Linked DNA regions of Hordeum vulgare: region 1 is linked to region 2. A link is a contact called in public Hi-C data. All regions are on one chromosome and are shown on one strand. The core of a region is the stretch at or near the end of the contact, and the rest is flanking DNA. Distances in the headings are between cores, read along the strand shown.

Region 1 (5,687 bases), core at 1,576-4,075, 34 kb before region 2:
TGCAGCCGCAGCTTCTCGAAGTTGCGCTTCGCGGTGCAACGGACCTCGATCTCGTCTGCTGTGTGGGGGATCTTGGGCATGCGGTTTCCCTCACAGACGACGGGCATGCTGTTTTTCCCACGGGCGACGACCTCCAAGTCTGCGACATTGACAGTCAGCCGGCAGGGAGAAGACAGGGTGTCGTCGACAGGAGCGCACCGCGTAGCACCACTGCATTCTGCCGCCGGCCGCCGCGAGGGCTCCCTTGGTCCCGATGGTGTCCTTGGGATCCAGGGGGCTGCAAACGCACAAGTTCGACGCACGGAGGATTCTCGCCTTATCGTTCGGAGTCAAAAATAAAGAATCGGAGTCTCATTCGGGTCAGCTTATTTCATGTCAATACAATAGTCCGAGATGTAAAAGGCTTGTTTTTTAGGCGTTAGGGTTGTGTGGGGTCGAATCGTCGTTAGGTTGCAGCTCGAGGACGAGCTGCATGTCCAGGTGGGGTGTAGTGTTAGAGTACGTGATGGGCCTGGGTCCGTTAGTCTTAGGGTTTGCTTAGGGGTCAAGTAAGCCTTACTTGGAAGTCAAGTAAACCTCTCTATATATGGAGAGGAGATGTATCAATCTAATTATGTAAGAATTAAGAAGGAAAACCCTTTTCCCTCTTGCCCGGCCGTGGGAAAGGACCCCCACGGTCGGCTCTCTCGCGCCCTCGCAGCTCTCTCTCTCCCGCTCAAACCCTAGCAACCATAGCAGGGTTTTTGGGCTCGAAGATGCAAAAGGTGATTATTTTTGTATCTACATCATCTATCAAAGATGCTCTTATCTATATAAAAATTAGATGTTAGGTCCTATTTCATTTCTTTCATATAAGAAGGAGAATAAGGTTTATGTACAAGAGTGTTCCTATTTTTCTGAAGAGAAACGGACAAAGACCCCTAAAAAAAACCACACGCTGACACTAATCAACCAATATCGGCTGCCACCTGTGCCCGGCCAAAGGCCAAAGTCCTTTGCTTGGTGCCGTCGAAGGTAATAGCTGCTACCTCTAGGTGTGTGAGACGAGTTCCATTGAAGATGGTCGATTTTCACTCCTTTCAGATGTTCCAGATGGTGTAAAGGAAACGACTGTTCCTATTTCATCGTTTAAAAGCGAGAGAGGTAAGTTTTGGACCTATTGTGACCGTTTAGTTTTGTTTGGCACGTCGACCAATCACGCTTGATCTCCTAAGCGTCCTCCCATATAGGAGTATCACACCAGCTGAAAAAGCAGATTCAGACTTGGTACCATTCATTTTGAGATTCTTCGTGCATGTACAGTACTTGCCATCCAAAGTTCTCTCCAGAGCTCAAGATGGATGTTGCTGCCTGCTAGTTCTATCGTCCCATGACATTTTTTCTTCGTTTCTCTTTTTGTATATGTATAAAATAGTGTCTTGGACTCGAACTTGGACATCCATTTTCGTGTGCGCTTTTGCACTACGGAGTCATCAGTTGGCCCAAATTCACACATGAGGAGAGAAAGCGATGGCCGGCAAGTCCAATCATAAAGGGAAAATGTGATTGAAATTTGGGCTGGAGAAAAATTCTTGCTGAAAATGAGAGAGAGATCAGATGGTTGCGAGTCAGTGTCACATACGAAAACGTCGTTACTGACTATAATCTTCAGAAGAGGCCCACTGAAAATTGGACCCAGATTTTTGTGAGGCATAAACGTTGAAAAGTACTAGTATTACGGCAGCTAGCGTCAAAATTTGCTGTTTTGATCCTTTTGCGAAACTGTAGCCCGATTAGACCCTTGTTTGAAAATATTTTGGAATCTGATCATTTTTTTTACCATAAGGATGGATGGCATAGGAGAGCCTTGGCACAATGAAAAGTTGATGCCTTGTGATCATCAGGTCACGGGTTTAACTCCTAAAAACAGCCTCTTACATAAATAGAAAAAGACTGCGTACAATAGATCTAAAGTGGTCGGATCCTTCTCCCATCCTGCACAAGCGGTGTTAAATGCACCGGAGTACACGCCCTACCGCAAAAATAATTCTAAGTATCAGATACGGTGCCTATACGCATCTACGGTCGGGCAACTCGGCGTTAGGGTTGCAAAGGTATCGTCAGCCTTTATGGCGGTAGGGATACGTTACACTGACGTCGATAAATTATCTACCGTTAGGGGACTTCATGATAGACAGCTATATCCTACCATCATTAACCCCGATGCTAGAAGAATGATCAGATCTCGAAATATTTTCGAACAAGGTGAAATTTCGGTAAAGTTTTACAAAAGATCAGAACACCGAAATTTGCCGCAGCTAGATGGGTGACGGGAGAAGAGAAGAAATATGCGCTGCACAAGGCCCCGAGGGGTCGAAAGAAGAGAAGATTCTGCCTCTGTTTTGTACGTGCATCGCGGTGGATGGAACTACACAAGCTAATACCACCTCCATGTATGGTGGGCATGGCAACAGCCTCACATGCGAACTTGATAGATCAAATGAAATCAGGCAGGCAGGCAGGCAGGTATCAGCGGCCGAAATGACAGTGTCACCTCTTGTCGAACTAGAGACTAGAGGCACGATACAATGTCTGCCTGCCAATCTAAAGGTGATCGGTGTTGGATGAAGACGAAAACACAAGAAGCGTCCGTTTCATGAGGAAGCAGAGGAGGAGCCATCAATCAATGCCGACCGGCGACCCCGTTCCAAGATCCCCCTCACCATCACAACAGTACCGCCGACGATGCACACACAGACTGTGCTGTTTGATTTGATGATGATTTCCTTTTCTCGCGATGCCAATGTGATGCTGCTCAGTCCGCGGTGTCCACACCACACCACACCCCACACGCAGGACGAGCCAGATCCAGAGCCACGCGTGAGTGGTTGGTTGATGATCGAACCGTCATTGATAGCTCCAAGACTCCGAGCTCTGAGCAGAGACAACACCAGTGCAGTGCAGTGCAGTGCAGTGCAGTGCAGTGCATCGGTAGCAGTCAAAGGAGGTCACTGTCCCCTGACTTAACACACTGACACTGCTTGGATCTCGTTTGCTCGGAGAGGCAAATGGCCGTCACACTCGCCGCCGTCGGTGACCTGACGCTGACTGACCACACACCACAGATCGCACGCTTAGAGCAACTCCAATTAACCCAACGGTGATTTTGTCCGCTTTTTATTCGTTTGGGTCGGTCAGATATACACGAATGTCCGCTTTCACGTTCGGGTCGGCGTATGCGCCCAACGCTGGCTCGACTCATTTTGACGACACGAGAGAAAAAAATGCATATTTAAAATAAAAACAACATCAATTAAACAATAAAGCAGACCACGAAGGCCGGCGAGAGTCCACGCGTCCACATTTGCATTTAATTTTTTTTAAAACAAACTAAAGTACGAGGCGGCGCGTCGTCTTAGGCGGCATCGCCGTCGTCCTCGGGGTCCGTGAGGTCGATCAGCGTGGGCGCAGGGCCGGCCCAGGAAAACATCGTGTTCCAGAGGGCGTTCATGTCGGACGCGAGCTGTGTCGCCGCCTCTGCCGCCGCAGCCTGGCGCGCCTCCTCCTCGGCATCACGCTCGAGCATCTCGAGGTACCCGCCGTGGCGGCGCTCCTCGGCCAGCCGTCGTTGGCGCCAATGTTCGAGGTACGTCGCCTTCTACGCCGGCGTCGCCCCAACCCAGACCGGTGGCGCGATGACCCACTCGTGCACTACTCCCGTCCAGGAGTAGTGCTCGATGGGGGACGGCTTGGGCTCCGGCTCGGCTTTGACAGGGGACGACGGGGTCACCGGCGGCAGGACACAGTCGCCCGCCGCGGAGAGGGCCATGGCAGCCTCGTACGCCTCCTCCTCATGCTCGACCGCCGCCGCCCTGCGCCGCTCGTCCTCCTCGCTCTCCTGGTAGACCACCGCAAGGTCCGCCTGGTAGGCGGCCTCCGGTGCCTGGTCCTCCTCGCGGACGATGAGCGGGGGCGGTGGCACGGTGCGGTCGACTTCGCGAACGTCGCGTCGCCTCGCCTCCTCGTGCTCGAAGGCGAACCAGCGAGCCGAGTTGGACAAGTCGGTTGCGTAGGAGGGGTCGCGGCGCTGCTCCGGCGTCAGGAGCGCCCGCTGGCACCGGACCTCCTCCGTGTGCGCCCTAGCCGACCGCGGCACCGCCGACACTAGGATTCTCTCCGGATCTAGGTGCCAGTCGTGCGACAGGGTGGCGTCGGGGTACGGGAGAGGCACGCGATGCTGCCAGTGCCACTCCACCTGGTGCACTGGCACGTTGACGCGCTGCGGTCGGCTAGGGCACACACGGAGGAGGTCCGAGGGAACCCGTTGACGTGCTGCGGTCGGCGGAGGCGGGAGGAACTCCGAAGGAAAAGGAATGACGGGGGACTTGCCCTTGGCCTTGCTGCTGTCGGCACCGGAGAAGAGCCCCATCTGGTACGGCTGGGGTGGCTAGGATTTGCCGGCAACAGGGGGAGTGAGTGTGGCTAGATGGGGACGGGGGCTAGCTGGAAGCGGATGAGGACGGCCCAGCCGCACGGTGGGCTTAAAAAAGGACGACCGTCGTCGCTGACGTGTGGGACCGAAGTCATAAATTAAGCTGACCAGGTAGGTCGCGGGCAATTGGACGATCGCCAGGTGGGGACGGAGCGGACACCGATAAGGCGCGCGTGGCATCCGTTCTGCGTCCGCGCCAACGTCGCCCTGCACGCGCCTTGGCTGCACCCAGCCGTGCTAGCCCCGCCCGCGGTGCTACATCAGATTCATGAGCACATGCAAGTGACTGACTCGAATATCAAAGCATGTGCTACAGCAGATTCGTCAGCACATACAAGTAACTGACTTGAATATCAAAGCATATGCTACGGCAAATTCGTGACCACGTACAAGTAACTCACTAGGATATCAAAACATGTGCTACAACAAATTTGTGAGCACATACAAGTGATTGACTCGAACATAAAAGGATGTGCTGCAGCAGATTCGTGAACACATACAATTGACTGACTCGAATATCAAAGCATGTGATACAGCAGATTCGTGAGCACATACAAGTGACTGACTTCACATATCAAAGCATGTGCTACAGTATATTTGTGAGCACATACTAGTGACTGACTCGAATATCAAAACATGTGCTATAGCAGATTCGTGAGCACATACAAGTGATTGACTCAAATATCAAATCATATGCTACAGCAGATACTTGAACACATACAAGTAACAGACTCAAATATTAAAGCATGCGCTACAGGTGGTACTTGTCTTACTCGCCTCTGTCCGACGTGCCGCATGCCGTGTGGGCGACGCATGCATGCAAATGCAAGAGACACATTTGTGCCACAAGTCATTTGCCGCCGCAGCGCACGGTTTTACGCCAGATGATTCCCACAACCGGTTCAAAACAGTTTTAGTCTCACGACGATGTAAAACAATTATTTTTATACTAGAATTTTATATTTATTCTAAATTAAGTGAAGCATATTATAGTTGTGATTAATATATATCTTATTACTTAGTGACATAAGAATATTTTCAAATAATATTATATTATTCATTGTTACACAGTCGTGGTGTATATAATAAAAAGATATTTTTCAAAATAAAATTCTTGTGATATATAAATTTCCCTTCATTGTTAAAACAATGTTTCAACTTTATTTTATAATATTGCATAAATAATGTAGTGTATACACATTTGCATATCCATGTG
Region 2 (5,704 bases), core at 2,102-4,601:
ATTTGTTTTTGAAAATGATGATTTTTCTTCAAGTTCATCAATTTTTCTTCAAAATAGGTGATTTTTTTCACAAATTGATGAAGTTTTTTTCTAAATTCGTGAACTATTCCTCAAATAGGGGAACTTTTCTAGAAAGTTAATAAACTTTTTATAAAGGTGATGATCTGTTATTTTAAAAATTGATGAACTATTACTTAAACCGTAATTTTGGTATTCTAAACCCTAAATTGTTGGGAAGTTGTTAACAACTTTGGAAAATGTGCAGAACTTTATAAAAAGTTCATACATAATTTGAAATTCCAAAATTGTGCATAAACTAAAATTGGGTCCATTTCATGACTCGGAATAACATCATTGCATTATAAGACCCCTTTCGTCCTTACCAACATCCATGTGTTTCACATGATGTACATGCATACGTTTATCGAATCTATCCAACTTTTGTCAGCAAGTGAGAATGAACATAAAAATGACCCATGCAAAATTTGAACTATTACTTAAATCGTAATTTTGGTATTCTAAACTATTTTTCAATTTATTCAATAAGTTTCAAAAGAATAATAAATATCAAAAAGGAGAAAATGAATTTAAGAAAAGTTCAAGATATTTAAAAATCATGAATTAAAAAAATAAAAATAGGGTGAAAAAGAAATACGAAAGAAAAAGGAGCTGACAGGCAAAATTTAAACCAAAAATTACGAAACGTGGTACATATATAGGGAAACCGCTGTGGTTTTTATATAAGAGAAATATCATACTTAAATTTGTCACATGTAGTAATGTGTCCAGCGATCAAAGACAGGCTGAGCTAAGAAGAGCGATTCAATGGACAAAAGAAAAAACCAGCGATCAAAGACAGGCTGAGCTAAGAAGAGCGATTCAATGGACAAAAGAAAAAACCAGCGATCAAAGACAAGGCCGTAGCAGAGCCAGAGGAAGCAGACGGCTCGGAGGCGAGCTCGCATGCTCTGGTGTCAAAGGGGGAGAGGTCGAGGAATGGCGGGGACGAGGCAGTATCGCCTCGACCGTACACCACGAGGAGATTGCGGGTGCTGGACAAGGCCGGCCCACCGACCAGCCTGTGTATCCACGGCGCGTAGGTCACCTTCCCGACCACCCCCCACGGGAGCCTCGTCGTCGTCGTCGCTCGCCATCGAAACCAACCAACAGTTGTTGAGAGCTTCATCGCTGCTAGCACGGGCTTCTCCAGCTCTGTCTGCTCTTAGTTAGCGCTTGTATATCGTTATCGTGCCGCCGCGGTGCGTGTTGGAGGATTCTTGCTCGGGCGAACAGTGCGACCGAACACAAGGAATCGGTTCGTCTAGGGATGGACGACGGCATATTCTCAGGCCGGCAGCGCGCCCGTGCTGCTCCTGTGTATTCAAATGTCGAGAAAAGTCATTCTTCCATGCATGGGAGGTCATTTGGGTTACCAAGATCATACCACTCAGGGATTACTTGTATGAGGAGATGATTAGTCCATTCAAAAGTTTTGTGTCAGACCTCTTCGACAGCAGACACGAAGCTAAGAAAAATGATGACGATGCCATGGCATATGTTTACAAGATTTTTATGAACTCGCCATACGGTAGATTTTTTTGAAATCCAGAAAGTACTATAACGGGGATATGCACAAAAAGGAACGATATGAGTATTTGATATAGAATTCCAATTTCATCTCAGATGACATGCTAAGAGATCACTACTATATGGCCAGTTAGAATAGCAAAACATGACATGTTGACAACTCATCTGACTGGAATCTTCTTACTAACACAGTTGTTCAAATCTCAGCGCCTATTACAACATGTGATCATATTCATATGCACCAATATATTAGCAAACCTCACTGTTACTACACAGATACAGAAGGAGATATTCTAGTAAATCCTCTGCGTGCATCCATAGTTGGTGCAGTTGGAGATGTGGGTCATGCAGACTACCCTCCTTCTCTACTTGAACGCAGATCACACGAAGATGATGGGACACCGGTCGCTGAAACAAAAGGTGTAAACGATCACTGGAGCAAGAAGCAAGAGGCCCGAGCACACAAATAATACCGTTCCCTACCTAGGTTTTGCCAAAAATCACCCCCGACGCCTCCTATTCTTAAACAACACACACCACAAAACTCTATGGTCCTAGTTACATGTTCTTCTTCCACCATTTTAACTACACTCTGGTTTCTTGGACACATGATCTGCTACCTCAACACTAGACCATTTCTCTCCTTGTTGCTTGCGGTGGTTGTTGCCACTTCACTATTCTATATAGTTTGATGGAGATCAATGGTATAGCAAAGACTCGAACACGGGGCGGTATAACAAAACGATGGGGATGGTGAGAGTTGGCGGGGGGGTATAATACTTGTTCATCACACAAGGAACTACGATGTGTAATAGCACATGATCGAGAGTGTTATTTAACTCAGGCCGGTTGCTTGTCATATGGCTAGTAATAATAAAGATTTGCCGGATTGATGTTCATGACTAATGTTAGGTGCACCCATAAATTCAGTGGATTTGGCAAATCTATTACTGTTTGAATAAATGGAATTCTTTTGATTGTGAAGTCCTTCTATTAACCGAAATAAGCCAAAAAAAATCTCAACTCCAATTGTGTAAATGTAAACCAAAACCGGGAGAAACAAAACTCCAAATGTAAATATTTTAGTAACAGTTATATTTACTTTTTCATCAATTAGCAACATAAGTTAATTATTTGGGAACAAATCCTTACTCATTATGCTTCACATATAATCAAATATGGAATTTCAAACTTAGTTTGGCACTAATAGAAAACAAGGCATCGGTCCTGGTTCTGAAATCGGGATAAAAGGCCCCAACTTTCACTACACCACAGTAGAGGTTACATGACATGATTGTGTGGGCAAAGGTCCACTGATCTCCACAAAATAACCGTCAGCGTAGATTTTAAGTTTTGTCTTCAAATCATGTGTCGATGAACACATGTCATTGTGGACGCAATAAGTGTCGGCAACCACAAAGCCACAATGCATCTGTCAGCATTTTTTTAACAAACACGTCATGTGTATTAACCTTGGCAGTTTATCTATCGGCGTAAATACACACATAACGACGTCACATGTGTCGGTGTATGTAGGGTATATGATGCTTACTAAGTGTCAGCGTAAGACTTGGCGAGTGATTTAGGCCCGAAGAGGAATTCTTTTGGCCATTCTGCCGCCTGCCCGGGCGAAATATCCCTTGCTCGTGCGTGTCGTCGGTGCTCCTTCATAAAAAAATCCACCACTTGCCCGCGCCGTCGCTGCTCCTCACTAGATACAGCCCCCAACCACCGCAGCCATCGCGGTCCGCCCCGTCGCCCAGCTGTCGCCGTCGCCACGCTCTGCCTCGTCGCCCAGCCGCCGTCGCCCCTCTCCACCCGACGTCCAGCTGCCGCTGCTCCGCCCCCGTCGCCCCGCTCCACCCTGACGCCCAGCTGCCGCTGCTCTACCGCTGTCGCTCTCCTTCCTGACGCCCAGCCTCTGTTGGCTTTTGATCCCTAGATCAAATCACCAGAGCAGCAGCACACACACGTACATGCAAAGCAAGCAAGCTAGGAGGCACCTTAATGGATTCTGGCCTCGTACGCCAACTAGAGTTAGCTTAACGCGGTGATCAATCTCGACGGAACGGCTCGGCAAAAACTCTATACGGAAGGCGCCGAACGAGATATTGCTGCAGGCCCGTCCCCGTCTCGAGCCTGGAACGCTATATTTATTCTCTTGATGATCTGGTGTCACGGGGTATACATGATTATATACTACAAAAGCCAGCTCCCTTAGCTAAACCTATTCAGCTTTAAACTCTAGTAGTACACGGACACGGACATAACATTGGAGACGTACTCCATGTCGTGCTTACCTAATATTCACCCCCCTAAACATGACATGGTCGTCACTACCGACCTGGGTCCCAAATGCGATTGCTGCTTCTCATAATTGTTATCATCGGCATTGCCTTAGCCGTCCCTTGCAGCATTTTATGGATCATATTTACTATTGTCGGCTCATCCGTAGCTCGATGACAACACTCCTTCTTGGTCGCGTCTTCAATCTTCACCTCTTCTTCGGTGCTTTGTAGACTCTCCTTCGAATCATCGAGGGCACATCTTTTGTACCCGTTCGTGACCATACTTTGGTCTAACTTTAAATCCCAAGCTCTTGGCGCTTGCATCATCCCGTAAAGTGCCTTCTTAAACTTGTAAACTTTTCCTTCTTTGCATTTTTTCTCGTAGCCGAGGGGTTGTTCCACGTACACTTCTTCTGTGAGATCGTCGTTGAGGAAAGCGGATTTAGCATCCATATGATGAACCTTCCAATCCTCTTGTGCTGCCAAAGCTAGGAGCACTCTCACCGTCTAGAGTCGAGCAACCGGTGCAAACACCTCATCATAGTCAACTCATTGACGTTGTACGTAGCCCTTTGCAACGAGTCTTGCCTTGTACTTCACAATGGCACCCTCCGTGTCCTTCTTTAACTTGTAAACCCACTTCAAACCAATCGCCTTTTTGTTCAGAGGTCGGGTTACCAAAGTCCACGTGCCATTGCTCTCAATGTCGTTCATCTCCTCATCCATGGCGTGCGTCCGGAGTACTCGAGCGTAACTGGCTTTGTGTACTTGTAGACTTTCTTGAGGGTCTTGTAGTGACGAGGCCATGAGGAGTCCGTTGTGGCTTGCGAAGGAGGCGACACAAATCGTGTCGGTGTTCATGCACTTGAGGAAGACGGCTCACTCCCGGGCGTCTCATCGACATCTGTGTCATCGGCGTAGTCGTCGTGACCGTGAGCATCATCTTGATTGTCGTCGTCACTATGCGCCTCGTTGTCGATGTTGTTGTCGAGATCTCCGCCCGTGCCATGCGCGTCATTGTCGCTATCTTCTTGCGACCTATGTGTGTCGTCGTCGGTGTTGGCACCATGATGATCACTACCATTGTGGTCACCTTGGTTGGGCGTCTTGCCAACCACCTGGACATCCTCCCCTGCATCATCATCAGTTGGAAATTCAACCGTGAATATGTTATCGTTTGGAGCATCGTCGGCTGCAGCGCTCCAATTCCAGAATTGATTTTCGTCAAATACGACGTCGCGTGAAATTCGTAGACGCTTGGTTTGTGGATCGTAGAAGCGGTATGCCTTGGTGCCAGAACTCCTCTCGTATCCGATGAACACCATCTTGGTGCTACGATCAGCAAGCTTTGAGGGATGCGGCTCCGTCGTCTTCACATGTGCCACGCATCCGAACGTCCGTAGATGAGACACATTCGGCTTACGTCCGTAAATTGCTTCATACGGAGTCTTGCCGATCACCGCCTTCGTTGGAGTCCGGTTGAGAAGATAGACCGCCGTCGAGACAGCTTCTCCCCAAAAAGTCTCGGGCAGGTTCTTGCTCTTGAGTAAACTCCTTGCCATGTCAACGACGGTTCGATTGCGCCTTTCAACGACCCCGTTCTGCTGTGACGTGTAAGGTGTTGTGAGGAACCTTTTTATGCCAATCTTCTCACAGTAGTCGTTGAACACATTCGACGTAAACACTCCGCCGTGATCTGTCCGTAGAGCGCGAACCTTCACCTTGTGTTCCATCTCCGTTGCAGCCTTCAGCTTCTTGAACGCTTCAAACGCCTCATCTTTAGATCATAGGAGAACGACCCACATATATCTCGAGTAGTCGTCTATCAC

Evidence for each region. Hi-C and Micro-C count contacts between places; a contact is called where the count stands out from the background.
Region 1: a contact with region 2 is called in a Hi-C map of leaf, with 4 times the contacts expected there. The contact joins two enhancer-like sites. A contact is called at or near these places in 2 of 6 Hi-C or Micro-C datasets (leaf and seedling).

The regions. Positions count from the first base shown.
Region 1 is chr5H:550,100,774-550,106,460 of MorexV3_pseudomolecules_assembly, reverse strand. No RefSeq gene overlaps it. Among protein-coding and RNA genes, the nearest start is that of LOC123452772, 3.9 kb to the left of the region's middle. Within about 2 kb of position 2,825, at least 2 of the 3 cell types and tissues checked have open chromatin away from gene starts, as enhancers often do. A contact at or near this core is called in leaf, where this site is marked.
Region 2 is chr5H:550,067,023-550,072,726 of MorexV3_pseudomolecules_assembly, reverse strand. No RefSeq gene overlaps it. Among protein-coding and RNA genes, the nearest start is that of LOC123452772, 38 kb to the left of the region's middle. Within about 2 kb of position 3,351, at least 1 of the 3 cell types and tissues checked has open chromatin away from gene starts, as enhancers often do. A contact at or near this core is called in leaf, where this site is marked.